Linked DNA regions of Gossypium hirsutum: region 2 is linked to region 1. Evidence: chromatin contacts called from public Hi-C data. All regions are on one chromosome and are shown on one strand. Each heading gives the region's core, a stretch centred on a gene start, on an enhancer-like site or on the middle of the called end of the contact. The rest is flanking DNA. Distances are from core to core; before and after follow the strand shown. Region 1 holds the start of LOC107924772. Region 2 holds the start of LOC107924712 (cellulose synthase-like protein D3).

Evidence for each region. Hi-C and Micro-C count contacts between places; a contact is called where the count stands out from the background.
Region 2: a Hi-C map of leaf shows a contact between it and region 1, with 2.3 times the contacts expected there. The contact joins the promoter of LOC107924712 here to the promoter of LOC107924772 in region 1. A contact is called at or near these places in 3 of 34 Hi-C or Micro-C datasets (hypocotyl, leaf and petal).

Annotation. Positions count from the first base shown.
Region 1 is chrA02:101,561,820-101,564,979 of Gossypium_hirsutum_v2.1, reverse strand. LOC107924772 reads right to left here and starts at 1,745. Exons shown (of 3, transcript XM_016855356.2): 1 at 1,501-1,745; 2 at 817-896; 3 at 1-159. The coding sequence starts at 1,614. The coding sequence ends at 90.
Region 2 is chrA02:102,195,676-102,198,835 of Gossypium_hirsutum_v2.1, reverse strand. LOC107924712 (cellulose synthase-like protein D3) reads left to right here and starts at 1,448. Exons shown (of 4, transcript XM_016855276.2): 1 at 1,448-1,975; 2 at 2,739-3,160. The coding sequence starts at 2,773.

The sequences.
Region 1 (3,160 bases), core at 496-2,995:
TCTACCTTTCTCATAGATGACTGATACGAAAAGTGCCCTCTAGTAACAGCAACGATCAAAATCTAAAAGAAAGTGCAAAAAAGGGCATTTCATTCAAGCTCCACCTCTCTCTTTGGGGGGTCCAGCTGCAAATAGGTGTATGGCTCTGTTGGTTCCTCTCTGCACAGCACCAAGCATAAATTTTCAAAATTGAAGCGCTACATTCCTTGAAATATAAATCAGAATTAGTTATATAGGGTCAAATAAAACAGCTTGCAAGGTGTAACTGAATAGGACCCAGTTTTGAACATCCTGAGAGTAGAAGACTCAGTAAAAATATAACAACAGACTTAAAAGAACTTTCATTCAATCAGTTGCCTCACTTGCATCTACAACTGCGTTACTCAGCTCAAAATTATGCTCTCATACCCACATCTGAAAATGCGAGACTAATATTTTAGGCAAAAACAAAGAGTAAGAGTAACATACATCTAGGAAAATAAAAGCTAAACTAAGACTTTAATCATCAATCGTACATATCTGTGAAATTCATTAGTCTAGTTCTACTGCAGATCCCTGTACTAATATTAAGTTTGAAAGTTAGTCTTCATACTAGTGTCAATCCGAAACATGTGTCAATGCAAATGCCACATTGGCACTTTTTAACATCATTTACTAACATTATCATTGATTAGACGGAAATTTTTAAATCAAATAAGAGGACTAAATTGACAACAATTTAAGTAGTGAGACTAAATTTCAACCTTGATACGAGTACAGAGACAACAGCAAAACTAGACCAAATTCATTCTGTTATAAACACTTAATCAAACCTACCCAGGTTTAGAACGCATGCACTGCCAAAAGAGCTTAAAAGGTCCTGGAACGGTCTTAAATGGGTTCCCCTCAAAACAAGCCTGCACCAAACAAGCAAATTTAAACAAGAACGTTGATCCAAAAAGCTGACCAGTAAATGCTCAAAACATGAACATCAGGAGGAGAATGTTATTCAGACAAGGATCATGGCAAGATCCTTCTACTTCTTTCTCACTCCCCCAAATCTTGTGGCAATAGTTTAATAAAAAGGATCTCAACATACAAACCGTGCTCTAAGACCCACAAACAGCTTCAGCTGGCACCTTTCCAAAGAGCATCTCAATGTACATAAAATTGATCTGTTCGTTTCGTGGAATTTTTGTAGAAGTTGAACCAATATAATTATATAATATCATTGTTACATAGGAGAGTAAATCATATCAAAATGACGATTATCAAATTTCTTGGCTCTAAACTTTCTCTTTAAAAGTTGAGAATTTGGGAAAGCCACAATTTCGTAGAGAAATAAATAAGTGGGTAAAAATCTCAGGTCCCCCTACCCCAACTTAAGTTAGATCAGAGTTTAGCTTCAGAAGTCAAGCTTACTGGTTCCTCCTATGCCCCAAAACAATATACATATGAAATACGAAAAAAATTCCCCATTTTCCATTTTTTTAGAATAAGAAGAAAAGGAAAAAGAAATACTTGGATAACATCTTCAGCTCGATCGTTGCAACGATGAGCCTTAGGTTGCCGATGCTCCCCTTCTGGCATTCCCCATGGGCTCTCTCTCCTTGGCACTGGCCTTGTCTCACCCATCTCTTCCCTTCTCTCTGCCAACACTGTTTTTTTCTTCTTTCAGCTATTTGTCTCTCTGACCATTCCGCTGTTTACAAACTACACCCAAAGAAAAGGATCCCTTTTCGATTGTAGGCTTGTAGTCCACTTCGCACTTGGTTTGGCCCATTTATATATACCATTTATTTTTTAATGAACAATCCATATACTACACTTTTTAATGGGCTCTCTGGTATGCGAGAAACTTGCTAGTACATGAAAGTAAAGTCCAAACAACAGAAGTCCAAGCCATGCCTTTTGCCAAGGATACGAGATTTCATAGTGTTACTTTAGAGGGAGATTCCAAAACTATCATCAACAAATTTAATGGCAATTGAGAAGATATTGTTGTTTCAATAGGGTCGGAAGCGTGTAAATTATTGTACTAAAAAATCACACAAAGTTCAATTCCCAGGGAAGAGAGGTGGATCACAATGATCTCTTAAATACCAAGTCTTTCCTTAGTCAGAATATCCCTTCTATAGTAATTTAATAGCACAATTAAATACTACTATTATACCCTCAAATATTGAAAGAAAAATAGGACAAAAAAGAACACAAGAGTTTTAACGAGGTTCGGTAAATTATACCTACGTCCTCGGGCACTAACACCAGATGATAACTTTACTATCTCCAAAATATTACAAACAAATAGAATTCCTTAAGAATTCTCAAATGGGAGAAGAGAGAAAACTAAGAGAGAAAGATTGGTTGGGATGGTTGAAATGAAAAATGAAAAGGCCTATTTATAGTTGAGGTTCAGGGACTAACTTGCAAATGGCCTAAAAAATTAGGGACCAAAATTGCAATTATCCCATTCAACTTTTCAACATTCGGTGCAACTTGCTCAACCTTTTTAACAAGTTGCTTCCTACCTTTGTTGACTTTTCAACAATCTCCACCTTGAAGATTTGATTAGGATAATCACATCTTCACATACTTCCTTCAACTCCCCAAATTCGATAAAGCTATCTTTTGTAGTGCCTCCAAATGCGCTCTCGAGTGCCATACACCTAAAGGTGCTCAAATTCTCAGGATGTTAATCAAGTTCAAACAATGATTAAACTTGATTGTTGTTACCACCTTGGTCATCATATCTGCGGGATTATCTGTTGTCGGAATCTTCTCAAGTAGAATTTTTCCTTTTTCAAAGACTTCCCGCACAAAGTGATATCTTACGTCGATATGCTTGGTTCTTGAATGATAGACTTGATTTTTCGCTAAATGAATAGCGCTCTGACTGTCACAGTATAGACTAATGTGACTTTGAACAACTCCCAAGTCTTTCAATAATCCATTAAGCCAAATAGCCTCCTTAACAGCTTCTGTAACTGCCATATATTCTGCCTCTGTAGTAGACACAGCTACTGTAGACTGTAAGGTAGACTTCCAACTCACTGGGGCTTTCGCAAGAGTAAACAGATACCCCGTAGTTGAACGACGTTTATCTAAATCACCAGCAAAGTCGGAATCAACATATCCAACTACAAACTGACCAAGTGCTTCATCCTGTTCAAAAATTAAACCA
Region 2 (3,160 bases), core at 199-2,698, 630 kb before region 1:
TGTCAATTAATGGGTTATGGTAAGTACTGGTAAGTACGATTTTAGAAAAATGTTGAACTTTAAGGACTAAATTTAATATGGAGTATATGTGTATATAGCGAATATATTTTAATTTCATTATTAGTAGAATTTAAAATCTTGAAGTACTTGCTAAGTCTTCACAGACTTACCGTGTTAATTTTCTAATGCGTAGGTACAGTAGATCCCATCAAGCTAATATCGAGGTTGAGAGCATCCCATCTCATCACTGCTTCAAGTGTCACTAGAGTATGTATAATTTTTGGAATTAGTATGACATGTATATAGGTTCTTGGTATGGGTGAATGTTAGAAGGATTAAAATGAAAACTTTGAAAACCTTGTTACTTTGGTGATCTAATGATATATATTTTGTTAGTATTTGAAATGAATTTATAAGATTTTAACACATGTTTGCATATGTGATGTTATTATATGGTTATTGTGATGAATTTAATGAGATTGAGGTTAACTGAACTGGTTTTGAAGTGTTGGATTGTTTTGAATTAATGTAGGGGGTTTTAAGCAATTTTTCTAACTAATTTTGCCCCAATTTGACCCAAAGTATTAATACTAGGGGTAAGGTATCAATACCTAGGCCTTGAAATTGAAAATTTTCGAAACATAAAGCAATTTTGGTATCAATATTGATTTTGGTATCGATTCTTAGGCCTAAGGTATCAATACTTTCATTAAAATTTTGAAATTTTGGAGTTCCAAAATGCCATTTTGGTTTCGATACCTCATGTTTTAGTATCGATACTTGTCACTTGTATTGATTGAAAATCATATTTAAATAATTTTTAAACATACTCGATTAACAATAATGCCCCTAAATTTCTAATATAATATTATCAGATTGTTTAAATGATAATGTTCAAAATACCTAATGATTAGCCGAGATTGCTTTAACACTAAAAGTCAAATCAGGTATGAGGGTGTTACGTCACCTCTCCCTTATAGACTAATTTACTAAATAATTCACAAAGCCAAACTATTTTGCAAAATAATTTTCCTAACTCACCGTAAAATCAAACCCAAAAGGAAAGACATTATTATTATTATTATTATTTTGTCATAGGATAAGGAAAATGATGTTTAATCATGTGAAATTGCATGCTCTTTTTTCACTATTACCACTTAGTTTCCATTTTCTCTTAAAAATCACAACACATCACATTGTTTATGAAAAATATAGAATGATTTAAATGTCAGATGGTCACATGAACTTTGTTTATGACAGACTTAAGACATATTTTTCCTTTGTCACTTGCCCTTTACATTTTCTTTTATTTAAAATGAAAAAGCCTTTTGGTTTCTCCAAAATACCATGAATGCCCTTTCTCATTAATGTACAAAATTCCCATAAAACCCCTCCCTTAATTTAATCCATAAATAATGGCTAATTTTTGAGTCTTTTTCCTTGCCCTTTTTGGGTCATAAGAAAGAAAGCAACCTGTATTTCTATCTATCTTGTCCAAAAATCAACACCTCTAAAACCTACTCCAATAACACAAATTCTACAGTGTGTAAAAAATATATAGAGAAAGCCGGTGAGAGGCCAATGGCAGTCAGTCTTCAATATTTTAGTAGCCGGTGTTCCAACTAAGACCAACTCATTGTTGTTCTACACGTTCTCCGCGACTTCACTTCACCATTTCTCAATGAAAACACCCATTTCAAAGAAACTTCTCTTTCCACTTCAAAAACCCGTCTCTTCCTTTTTCTTTTATGACATAACACAACTATAAACTTCACCCATCCTTATGTCTTAGCTCTCTCCTTTCTATAAGTTTTAGTAGATAGCAGTTGGAGATCGACAAATGAGAGAAACATAGAAAGAGAAAGAGTTTCGATTGTTCTGATTTAAAGAGGTTTTTTTGTTCAAGATTAGACTAAAGGAAGAGATCTGGAAAAGAAAATCGTTTTTTCTTTCGTAAAGTAGACAAATTAAAAGGGTGAGCATTTATCTATGTTGTTGTTGTTAATGCTATGCTAAAGATCTGTTTTTTTTTTTGGTTTAGACATTTTTGGATCTTTTCTTCCTTAAAGGCAAATTGGGTTTATGTTGCTTTTTGTTTTCTTGGGGTTAATTTGTTTGGTTGATGGGGAAATGTGGGAGCTAGGGAGGGGATAAAATGAAGTTTTGGATAAGTGGTGTTTTTTGATCCGGGCTTTAGAGGTACCCTGTTGGCTATTAGTGCTTTGATTGAAGTTTAGATTTAGTATTGAGGCATAATAATCTTTGTATGTTTATACTTAGATTTTTCTACGTGTAGATTTGGTGTTTTTCGAGAAATTTTATTGTTTGAGAACATGACAACGATGGTATTTTTTGTTTGGTGTCCAAGAAACTGCGGTAAACCGAGGGAAAGTTTTTGAATTGTTTGCTTAGCGAGAACGATTTGTTTAACTGGGCCCACTCCTGGTTGCCTTTAAACTTTCTCGGAATCTAAAATTCTTGTTGTAAAGTTTAGTACAGATCTGTTAACGTAGAAAAAGTTCTTCGATTTTTATTGCAGATGTTGACTTAATTTGACATTAAATTCATATGATTTATATACCTTTACCATCTATTAGTTAATTGTCCAAATCATGTGTATTTTAAGTTGCTTTTATGTTGACATTGGCAATCAAATAGAGGATGAGATTGTAGTTCAGAACCGTGAAATCTCTACTAGTGCTTCTAGTGATATAATTTTATGTCTTCTGGAAATTCAGGATCTAGGAGAATTCTCTGGTAGAGCTAAAAACCATGGCTTCAAAGTCTTTTAAAGGGACCCGATCTTCTTTGTCGATCTCCGCTGATGCAACTGAGTCACAGAAGCCTCCTATACCTCCAACTGTGACATTTGGCCGGAGAACATCCTCGGGTCGCTATGTGAGCTATTCAAGGGATGATCTTGATAGTGAGCTTAGTAGCAGCGATTTCATGAACTACACAGTGCATATACCTCCAACCCCTGACAACCAACCCATGGACCCTTCTATTTCTCAGAAGGTTGAAGAGCAATATGTATCGAATTCGCTTTTTACTGGTGGATTCAATAGTGTTACACGAGCGCACCTTATGGACAAGGTGATAGAATCTGAAGCAAACCATCCACAGATGGCTGGTGCAAAAGGCTCTTCCTGTGCTGTTC